Regions from separate parts of the Drosophila melanogaster genome. Here regions 1 and 2 are each linked to region 3. Evidence: chromatin contacts called from public Hi-C data. All regions are on one chromosome and are shown on one strand. The core of a region is the stretch at or near the end of the contact, and the rest is flanking DNA. Distances in the headings are between cores, read along the strand shown.

Evidence for each region. A called contact is a pair of places that touch in the nucleus more often than the background predicts.
Region 1: a Hi-C map of the Kc167 cell line shows a contact between it and region 3, with 4 times the contacts expected there. The contact joins the promoter of Ant2 here to the promoter of Pits in region 3. A contact is called at or near these places in 2 of 107 Hi-C or Micro-C datasets (the Kc167 cell line and embryo).
Region 2: a Hi-C map of the Kc167 cell line shows a contact between it and region 3, with 4 times the contacts expected there. The contact joins the enhancer-like site here to the promoter of Pits in region 3. A contact is called at or near these places in 4 of 107 Hi-C or Micro-C datasets (the Kc167 cell line, embryo and ovary) and 1 of 6 datasets of contacts at active chromatin or transcription factors (the Kc167 cell line).

The regions. Positions count from the first base shown.
Region 1 is chrX:10,785,538-10,789,112 of dm6, reverse strand. It overlaps Ant2 (Adenine nucleotide translocase 2), which reads left to right and starts at 2,206. Exons shown (of 4, transcript NM_176725.3): 1 at 2,206-2,307. sesB (stress-sensitive B) reads left to right here and starts at 2,155. Exons shown (of 4, transcript NM_001298161.1): 1 at 2,155-2,307. Imp (IGF-II mRNA-binding protein) reads left to right here. Exons shown (of 7, transcript NM_167253.3): 7 at 1-1,244.
Region 2 is chrX:13,632,693-13,636,723 of dm6, reverse strand. All of the region lies in intron 1 of NFAT (NFAT nuclear factor), which reads right to left. Among named protein-coding and RNA genes, the nearest start is that of NFAT, 10 kb to the right of the region's middle. Within about 2 kb of position 1,888, at least 29 of the 39 cell types and tissues checked have an H3K27ac peak or open chromatin away from gene starts, as enhancers often do. A contact at or near this core is called in the Kc167 cell line and ovary, where this site is marked.
Region 3 is chrX:12,581,523-12,585,617 of dm6, reverse strand. It overlaps Pits (Protein interacting with Ttk69 and Sin3A), which reads left to right and starts at 2,425. Exons shown (of 3, transcript NM_001272557.1): 1 at 2,425-4,046. The coding sequence starts at 3,068. LIMK1 (LIM domain kinase 1) reads left to right here. Exons shown (of 6, transcript NM_078584.3): 6 at 1-1,233.

The DNA.
Region 1 (3,575 bases), core at 957-3,456, 1.8 Mb after region 3:
AAGTCGTCAGATAAATTCAAATAGCGTGTGAGTACATACATAGATGTATACCTAACTAACAACACCGATCATATATATGGAGTACACTAAACTAACATAACCTAACGTAAACTAAAATAAAGAATAAATGAATGAATTAACTACCTCAGCTTTGAATATTTCTATAGAAATGTTATTAAATGTATTTGAAAAGCGTAAGAGATATACAAATGCAAGATGCCGCCAGATCGAAAGATAGTTAATAAAAAGAAAGACAGATGGAACAGAACAATGTCAAAGAATACAAGTTTTAGAGCTGCATTTATATAGTATCAGATCGATAAGGAACATAGTAACAAAATCGTAAAACAAAACCAAAAAAAATATATTAAGTGTACGTTTTGCATATTCCTATATAGTTAACTAAACGTAAAAGCAAGATGGGTAAACATGAATACTACTATAACAATCATTTTGCGTCCATTTTTGTTGTTTCCTATACAAGAAAAAATTAAATAAAAACAAAAACAAACCACAAAAAAAAAAAATAAACAAAAAAAAAGCGAACGAATAAATCACACAAATAGGATGAAAACAAAACTATATTCCCAATTACATTGTATAACTGTCTTTTAACCACAAGCAAAACGCTAACACAATCGGTACACGATAACCAATATACTATACATATATCAAATATCCACTCTGTGTATGTTTTGTATCTGCCATGGAATATGTACCCGAAAGTAATCTAGATAACCACGTAAAGGACATAGGACTCGATGTCTAGATGTGTCGTCATAGTTTAGAGGCCCCAGTATTTACTAGCCAGTACTTTGCATTTGTTTGCCTTTATCTTTTACCTTTACCATTGCCTTTAAATTAACCCCTCTGTCCAACCAACGAAATTCAAAAGAAAGGGTTCTTCATTTGATTACCATACCCCTCAGCACGCCCAAAACTCCTAGTATTCTGGCCTGTCCCAGGGTGCTGATTCAAAAACTAGAGATATACATAGGTGTATACATAACATACTAATCTGCGTAAGATGTTTTCCCCATTTCGGTGTAACTAAATGTTAATATTGCTAGCGCTCAATACGAAATTACCGTATACAAGACCCACATACAGCAAATAAAAAGACACAAAAGCTTACTAAATTGTATCCCAAGGCCAAGGAAAATATTAGAAAACCAGATATACAACTAACTCAAATACAATTTTGTGAACATGTGAAAAACAAATCGAAAAGAAATTTACTCAATAAATGATTTTTCGTATATAAGAAGTGCATTTTGAATCAAGTTTTGCGATTATCCTTTTCAACAACGTTTTAAAATTAAGAATATGATATTTTCGAAAAACATTTTTCAGAATAACTTGGCCAAAAAAGGTGGCTCAGCTAAAACGATGACTGTTTTGTGTTGCTTATTAACATTGCTAACAATCTGTAACACTTTCAAACCGAGTTTCAGGAATAATTTTTTTGACCAATTTAAGCAATTTTTCATTAGGGGTACCATCATCAAAATTCGACAAATTACCGATTTTCTCATTTTCGATAACCAAATTTGCAAAAAATGGCCAAAAATTAAAGTTGCCAGACTTAAATACAGTTCGATGAGGAATTTGGAACGATTTCAACGAGGTATGAGATATTCCAATTTTGGACAAACCTTTGATTTAATATAAAAAGAAAACTTTTGTTTTTGTAAAAAAAAGAGCAATTAAAAAACCGCGTTAAATGCAATACATTCAAACTAGTTTTTATCATAGTTTGGCAAAAGGAGGTCGTACAGGTCGTTGTTAATTTCCCAAAGAAGCGTGCAGATTAATTGTAATGAATCCATTATTAAAACATAAAATAGTCTTTAACTTTTGTGTAATTCAGAACTCGCAATAATATAATATATAATATAAAATAATATAACATAATGGGAAAGTCGATGTAAAAATATTTTTAAGGTATTAAAAAATATCGATATTGATGCTTCAATCCCCGCTTGCCTTAATTTTATAATAAAACGTAATATACTGGTTTTAATTACATCAAAAATAGCCATATTTATTTATACTAGCAAAAGTTACCGACAAAAATATCACGAATAAAAACCGAAATCTAGCTGAATATCGATAGATCGCCGAATAAATACCAGTTAAAGCAACTATCGATATGCGGTATTTTTGCAGCTTTCATCCCCAAGTCACTGGGCCCTCGAGACCCCCACCACTTTACGAATTTCATTCGCCAAGTGAGCACGCGGCTTCGTCTGATTCTGCAAAAGAAGTTTTTATTCTGTGACTTTTGTGAGAAGTTATCAACTGAAGGTATTGTGCTATTTTCTATATCTATTACATTTGCGAGGCTCTTTTGCTTAACAAGAAAAGAGACGGTGTGCCCCGTACCTGCCATTGATTTTTTTTTACCCATTAATTCACGTCACCTTGCGCTAGATTCTGTAGTTATGTAATGTGCTAATTTTTTTATTGTGTCGGTGTTGGTTTAAACTAACGTTTTTTTTTGTATGTTCGACAAGCAGTTCCGGTTTAACTGCATCGAAAAGAAATCCCGAAATGGGACTTGAAAATACCCGAAAAGTGCTTACATAACCCTTGCGAAAAATAATTGTGCCGAAATTGTGTTTGCCATCAATTAAACACGTAATAAATTGGGCGTATTAGCAAACTTTTCGGTATTTTATACCCCCAATCCAAAGTTCATTTAGAATACCCAGAAAGAAAATGGAAGAAGCCACGCTGGATCTTTTTCCCATCTATTTCCTTCCAATTTGCAACCACGCTGGAACTGCCAACTTATGCAATAGCAACGAGTTGGCAGGCCGGCTCGTCTGTACGAAAAAATGTTGCACATGAATTGCGATTATATTTCAAAGAGAATTGCACTTCTCTAGAATCAAATTGGCCTGCATTTGCACAAATATATTATTATATACACCAAATGCAGGCTATTCTATAGTAAAACGCGTGGCAATTGATTGTTCTACCGCCCAGTCGCACATGAGTGTGTATGAACACACAGTTGCGAATAAATTCCATGTGCCACTAACGCCCTCTCGCTCACTCCCATGCCAGACACCAGCTGCGCGTGCAAGTACTTATCGGGTGTGTGTGTGTGAAGAAGAGAGAGAGAGTTGGTTTTATTTCTTAAGAGTAATGTAACTATTTCTCTTTGGTTGCCTCCCTTTCTTTTCTGACCTGCTTTCTTTTATTAAAGATAAAAATTCATGCGAAAAAAACGGGTTTCCCCAGTGTTCTCATTTCTTCTATTATTATTCCATTCCCATACCCCTTAAACCCTTTCTGACGTCAATCGTTAATGTACGTATAGTATTCATGTGATTTATTGTTTATTGTAGCCCTTTGTGTGGCCTTTTAGTGCGATTTTGCACTTGGTTGAGATTAGTGTTTATTATTACATATCCCTGGCGAATCACATTTCCAATTCTCGCCCAGTCGGCGGAAATTTTCAGTGTGATTTTCAAGCCGATCCACGCCCTGTCCTAAAACCCCGATTCATCGCACACTGAGCCATAAAAATTATAACTTCGCTGCCGTTTAATTTTGGCAATTAAGCA
Region 2 (4,031 bases), core at 639-3,138, 1.1 Mb before region 3:
TGTTGAGTGGTTTGGCAAGTGCTTGTTTTTTGGCATCACGTGGATGGATGGGGATTTGATAACACGGCCATGACAACACCTTGTCCCTGGTTTGGTATTTTGGCCACAGCAGCAGCGGGAGAAATGGTTGTTTGTCGTGTGGCCTTTCCACTTTTAAGCATATGTAAATGGGCCACGCCCACTAGACTTCAAAGAGATTGAGGTGAAAAGCGAACGGTAATATATATAATTTGCATTTACGCGTTAAATTGATTAGCATACCGTCTAGTTGCGGGGGGATTCACTAAAGATCAATTAAAGATAGCCGTTGTAAGGGTTCGATTTTAATTTATTATGTAATTTATCATATTGTCAAGTTGAGAAGTTTGGAAACATTAGCTTAAAGGCAAAGCACTTCATTCGAAATATAATATTATATAATAAATTGTATAAAGTGTTCAATAAGCTGATTGGTCAGCATGTTTTTCTACAATATTTCAATGCAGTAAAAACGATTGTGTTAGCAAAAGAACACATGTTACATATATAATTAATAATACATACACTGGCTTGCGGGAAAAAAAAGAGGGTACGGCATAAATGCAAAAACTAACTTGATTCGACTGAAGTTTAGATCTTATATCTTACGTAGGGAGTGAGTTCTCTTATCGGCGATAGAAAAATGAAAAATAAAGAGAATGGCTCGAGAAAAATGTCTCTAAAACGAAGAGTAAATTAATCAAGAACTGAATAAATTGCTGTTAATTGATGTATTTGTGTTTGGTTTGCTTGTCGTGCGTTTTCATCAATTCATAGGATCGAATGGATGACTAAACTGCCCAGCAATGTCACGAAATGCGCTAAATAATAATACATTTCTCCAGCCCCTCTTTTTTTGCCCTATCTTTTGTTTTTAATCTCATTCTAGATCTTTTTCTTCTTCTATTCACACAGCCTTCAAATCTTTCATCAACATTTTCATATTCGTACATTGTTCTGCTAATTTTTTTTTTTACCAGGCTTTTTTACTTTTGAACGCTGGGCGATTTATTATTGTTTTTGTTTACACACATCACCATATAATTCTCAACTTTAGTTCGCTCGCAACAATAATGGAATATAAATCGATGCGAATTGCAGGGTAATGAGAGTAGCCATCATAATTTGTGGAGCACATATTTCTTTCATTCTTTCAAAAAAAATATTAAAAACAATACCAAAATACATATGTACGTATGTACATATGCGCCGGCGTTTTATGAATATTCAAATTATGGATTGTATAAGACAGCAGGAACAATAAAGGAAGCTCTAATTTGTTTATGAATGGCCGTTTTATTTGATTCCATGAATGAAAAACCAGCGCAGTTTCTAAAACATTCAAGAGATGAACCCGGGCGCAGATAGATTGTCGAAAACAATTACGGAACAATCAAAGCCGAAGAAAGTAAAGAAACAAACCGTTGAAATGAGAAGAAAGGAGCCCGAAGAATTGGCGAGGGAAGAAATGGTGAGCAGATAGCGGGCAGCGAGCGCGTCAGAAAACGCGGACAACTGAGGCACGCGCACGTCACGTGACTTGGGCCAAAACAAAAAGCCAGCAATCGGAATCAGCAAAAACAAAAAAAATACAATATAATATAATAAACAACAACAGTAGCCAGCGGCCAGCCAGGCACTCACAAACGACCTAAACATATATACACGTATCTACATATGTATGTATGTACATTAGTGTAAGTGTAGACTTTTCAAGATGCTGAAATGTGCGCTCAATCGCGATCCTCAATCAAAAACCGACATCATCGAAGCGCCCAAGCAAATCGCAGTGTTCGTCATAGCTGCTGTATCGCATGTACATACATATGCATGTATGTACATATTCGTTTTCTCACTTCTCGACAGCAATTTTCATAGAATTCGTAATCGTACCTCGTAAGTGTTGTACATACAAACAAACATACATATACATATGTATATTTGGTAGTGCCGAAAAATCGAGAGAATCGCGAGACAGCCGCCAAGCGAAAAGTAAACAAAATCTTATCAGACACCGCTCACGCCCAGCTCATAAAAGATACAGATACATTCGGCGGTGATCACATATGTACATATGTACAAATGTGTACATTAGACGTCTGCGCTCGCGAATTTCACAATACAAAGCGAAAAAGCAACAAAAACACGCTCAGCCCACAAAGTAGTATGTATGCCAACGACCTGTGAATGCCCTGCGGTTTCAAAGATCATCCACTGGACTCGTAGAGCATGCGAAAAGCCAGCCAACAGCGTATTTCCTTATATAAACGTGATCAGAGCTGTATGGAATCTTCTAAGCTAAGCTTACAACATGAAAGTATATTTAGTCTGTATTGAATTTGAATTGCATTTTTTTTAAAAGGCCTTATATTAACATGATATACCCCATAAGTAAGTAACGCCAATAGTCTTACCCTTATAGCAGGGTATTCTCAAGTCAACCTTGACCACTTACATTACCGAAAACGACTAGACCGACGGCAATCGCTAAGCTGTGCGTCTGCGATTTGCCTTGCCAAAAAAAAAAAGAAAAAATAAAATAAAGTAATTGCAAGACTTTTGTCTGATCGCTTCGAGTATGCTATGGTATATGGTGTGGTCTGGTCTTGATGGGTTTTGGGTTTTGGGTTTTGGGTTCTCTGATCGTTAAAAAACCCGCCGCAGACTGCGTGGAAGAGGAAGCAGAAATCGTCATCAAAATGCGAACGCGAATACTCGTACGAATGCGAACTACTTTTGCGATCTGATGTGATCTGGTTTGATTCGGATTTGTTTGCCCCGTCGAGTCGGGATCCCTATTATTATCTCGCAGACAGACTAAATAGTAATAGTATTGCGGCTGTAAGTGAAGCCTTAGCCCTACTCTATCTAACTCTATCTAGCATACCCCCACCCCCCCGCGTGGATTTTTCGATTCGAAACGGGTGCTACACGTGTCGCGTAGCCGCCAGAGTTCGCCAGCACAAAGCCCCCACTCAAGGTAGAGCATAAATTCTAATAATCTCTTACATAAAACGATAAATACAAAAGGCAAATATTTACGCAATAGGGGAACACAACGGTCAGGGGAATTCGAACATACGAAATACAAGAAATACAAAATACAAAATACGAATACGAAAAATAGTTCAGTTCAAACAGGTAAGTTTCGTTTGGGTCTCTCGCTATTTGTTCTTTATCTCTGCGATTCTGTTTTTCTGCTGACCCCGGATGATAAGATCTTTTTTGGGTGTTCTATTTGCTACCGGTATGTACATACATAATGTCTCGGGATTTATGGGATAGTAAAAGTTATATTCGGCAATCTTCACACTTTAATCAGTTGTCAGTAAAATCAAGAAAAGGTTATACGGTATATTACATTTCAACTATCAATCTGTACGTTTTCCAACACTTTTCGCGCAAAGCCATTCACTGCAATTCGATAAATCCCCGTATTGAGCGGCATTAACTTTACTTGAGTTTTTCATAACCAGCTATGCAAATGTTATGATAGTGTTATTTAGACAGTTTGAGTCCATTCATATTCAAATTAAGCCATTTTCGGCTCATGTGAGGATCTCTATAGGGCTGGAAAACTCGTCTGAAGCGGCTCTAAGTTGTTTTTCAATTGTGTTACTTTTTTACAGACCCCTTTTCATTGTTATTGTTATTATTATTATTATTAGTTTCTTCTTTTTTTTTAATTGTGTTACCCTTTTCTGTTGAATGGGTATGAAAAAAACGTTCGTTTAGCACTTAAATAATAAAAGTAAATAGGCAAACAAAGATTTCAAATGCGTTTCTGGCTCAGTGTCGCCACCCGCACAACAAGGCAAACACCCCATCTACACCCATTTACAGCCATCTTGCTCTAACTTCAATTAGAGTCGATGGACCAAGACCGCCCCCACACTCACACACACACACACACACACTCGGGCTAGCTAAATAACATAAAATACAAACCCATCTCACACACACCCCCACTTGATATTTGCCGAAGGCTGTGCGTTGGGACCCCTCCCCAATTT
Region 3 (4,095 bases), core at 1,176-3,675:
GATCAACATTCCGACGAAAGTGTTTATTTTTTTTTTGATTCCAACATTTGATTTTAAGTTTCAACTGAACGAAGGTTAAGTGCCTGATAGGAATGAAAAACCAATAAGTTGCAATATTTACACGGATTGTATAAACCAAGCGAATAATTATAGTATGTAAGATTACAGGGTAACAACTGTCTCGACTAACCTAAAAAAAAAAACTGAACTAGAAGCAAAGCTAAGCAAATACTTGTTTAACCCACTATTGTCTGACATAAAGTTATATTGCGAAAGAGATAGCGAAAGACGGATAAAGAGAGAAGGAAGAAACTTGTGCCATGATGTTGATGCGAAAAACGAACGAATCTGAAGAATCCTCGAGAGAGGGAGATCCCACCCGCAAAAAAAAGACAAAAGGAACGAAAAGAACTTTAACTAGAAAAATTGTGGTTTAAATATTTTTTGATAAACAGCGTATATAAATGTATTTGTATATCTATTCCATAATTATATAGATAAACGTATTCCATGTTAGTGCTTAAATCTAATTTATTATTTATCGATTCTCGACCCATTCACCCCGTCCCCTCATTCCAAGAACAATAATTAACAATGCTAAGAAACAAACTTTTTTGTATTGACGAGAATAAGTCTAACTCCTATAACTAAATATATAAGAATGTTTTTGCTCAAAGGCAATTTTAGTTGTAATTGATACGAACAGACATACAAACACACACACACGCTAACTGTTATACAAATGAAACGCACACGCTCAAGCCTAATACTGTTATACTGTGTACTTTATATAGCCATTATATACCTAAACCTATATACATATAGGATCGAAACGCTTGCAATTAACTGCTTACATAAGACATTTGAGTCGGGCCCTTGTTATACGGACGTATGCCAGTAGAACAGTGGCCGCGCCGAACCGATCTAGCATTTAACTATCTATATACAACAAATATGTGCGATATTTTTTATATGCAGCTAATTTAATGTGTTGTATTTTGACCCCACACCACCTTGTAACTACGTTTATACGCCTGCTTTTCGAAAATTGAGTAACGCTTATAGAATTTTCGATTCAATTCTTTATGCCTTTTAACAGTTGAACATATATAATCAGTATAGCAACATTTTCTACCCACTTGTAAATAAGTTTATAACTAATGCAGTTTTTGTTGCCTACTTATTCGGGAGTCGAAAGGTCTGTAATTACAAATAAAGCTTGTGTATAAACGTAGTTCGTAGATTCTCTTTTGATTTTAATCTTAAAACATTTTTTGTTAATAAAAGAGGAAATTAAAAAAAAACTTTTAAACTTTCTAGTGTCTTTATTGTGGAATTTTAATTTTGTGGCAATTTAAAGAATATTTTTATATCTTTAATTGAGCCAAACATTTCATAAATAAAATCTCAAATGAAATGTTAAGAAGCGAGTACAGTTGCGCGTGCACGGACATAAACTTATGGCCGGGACTGTATGGAAAGGTGGGGGTGTAAGGAAAGGACCCCGTTTACGAGGTCGTTGCTTGTTCGTGTGTTTCTGTATCTGGTGGCTCCTTTTTCCGCATTTCCTTTTAACAGGATGTACGCACAGATACGGAATTTGTCCCAGACCATGGTCGGGAAATCGATTCAGGCCAAACGCCAGGAATACGAACACCCAAGCATTTTCGCCTATACATATGTACATATATGCAACGATATGCATACACATACATGCTTGCAGTTTGTGGTCCTGCGCAGTGCTTTACGGATGTCCTTGTTTTTTTTTTTTTTTTTGCTAGGAATGAGGGCTTTTAATTTCATTAACAGTTACAGAGCTCTGTTAAGTCAGCTGTTCGCCGAGCGAAAGAGACGGAGCATACCAGATTCAAGGTCTACATAACTGTATCCTATGTACATACGTTCGGTATCTATACGAAAAACGGATGTGTATCCACGAACTTTACATGGTATACTTACAGGCGGACTTTGGGGGAAGGACTTCGTCACTAGATTCCGTTTCGTGAATATGACGTGCAGGCACGTACGCTGGCAGGGTCGTAGCCCCAAAGGGGGTTAAAAATAAAAATAAATATTATTTTTAATTACTTAAACAGCCAAAAGGGTTTATTTTTAATATTTGGGCGTAATATTAGGAGCAATATATTAAAAGCTATATATATTAATACGAAATAGTAGAATTACTATGCTCAAAATGATGCTAAATTTTAAAGAAAATTTAAAATTTCCTTAGCTTTATCATGGTTGAAGTCTTCGCTACAGTCTCAGCCACTTTGGCAACCCTGGTTGAAGTCCACTGAAAGGTTCGTGTCTCTGATATAAGCCAGTATTTCAGGTATTTTCTTGGTATTTCCCATTGCGGCAGCGAAGATTTTTTAGTACATTTCGCTTGGCCCCTGGGGTATATTCTCACATACCAGCCAAGGCCACACTCTATCAGCAAGCTGTGTGGCGTCCGGTCGCTTTTTCAGTCATTCGTTGCGTCGCTGCGATCTCATCGTTCGTTTTGTTCCTACACGTTTTTGGCGTCGTCGTACATTTACGTGTCCCGCTTACTCGCGCGCACCCTCTCTCTTTCACTCTGCGGCGCGCGTGCCTAAGTGTGGTGTGTGGTGTGTGTGCCTGTGTGCGTGCGTGTTGGCGAGCAGCGCGGCGCAGCACAATAGAAAAGAAGAAGAAGAAGAAGCTGAAGCTGAAGGAAAAAACATAAGTGAATTTTTTTCGGGTGGAAGCGCGGTGAAATATGCGTGCGTGCGCGCGTGTATATGTGCGTGTGTGCGAAAATCAATACGAAAACATGAATAACAAATGCTAAATAAGAAAAATAGCTACAACGCACAACCGAAAAGAAGCTGAAACAAGAAAAAAGAAAGCGAAAAAAAAGGAGAAAATAATAAATAATAGGAATTGGGAATCCAGCAGGAAGGAACAGTTAGCCATTCCAGTGAGCTAAAACAGCACAAACCCATTTCCAGATCCAGCCCATCCAGGGCTTCCAATTGACAGTTGCCAATTGACAGTTGACAGTTGCTAGTTGCCAGTTGACAGTTTCCAGAAACGCAGCAGGATGTCGCTGCAAACGAAAAGGCAGCACTGCTATCTGTGCGATTTACCCCGCATGCCCTGGGCGATGATCAATGACTTCTCGGAGGCGGTGTGCCGCGGTTGCGTCAACTATGAGGGCGCCGATCGCATCGAGGCGGTGCTGGACGCCGCCCGCCAAATGAAGCGTCTCCATCCCGCCAGCAAACAGCAGCGTTCCCATGAGAACGGCGAAGTGTCCGCCGCTGCAGCGGCCGCCGTCGTCCTACAGCAGCAACAACAGTTACAAGTCGGTCCAGTTCCGGGACAAGGACCGGGTTCCCATCGCGGCGGAGGTGGCGGCGGTCCACCGGGTGCTCCGCCCGGAAGTGGTGGTCCAGGTCCGTCGGGCGCCGGTTCGCTCAGTTCGCTGGGCAATGCCGTTGCTGCTGCCGCCGCCGCTGCTGCAGTGCATCATCACCATCAGATGCCCTATCAAATGCCAGTGCCACGCATCGGTCCGCCACTGGACTATCCCGTTAAGCTGGAGGATGCCCCCGGTGGCGGCGTACGACCCGTACGCATTTCACACATGACGCCCCACCACCTGCCGCCAAATGCGACCCGCGGCGGTGGCGGTGCACCCGGCGGCGGCGTACCCACCGCCGGCAGTGGCGGTGGCAGCCTACCGCCCGCCCTATCCGTGAATTTAAAGCGTCCGCCCAGCGAGGATGTCGATGTGGATGTAAGCCAGCAGCAACAGCAGTCGGGACACGGCCTGGCGCCAGATGGCAGTGCTGGCAACTCCCTATCCGCCGGCGGAGGCGTATCCGGCGGTTGTCCGCCCGGCATCAAGCGCAGCGCCATGGACGATCCAAGTGGCGTGGGCGGCAGACCGCCATTGACGCGTGGCGAATCCCTGCCAGCGGCGGTCAGCTATGTGCCCGAGCGTCAGCTTAGCGGACTCCGTGATAAGCAGCAGCCGGTCAGAGCGCCCAGTTTCGATGCATCGACCTTCAAAGCAGGTGAGCAAACATGACATAGATCATTCAAAATACTTGGCACAGTGGTTAC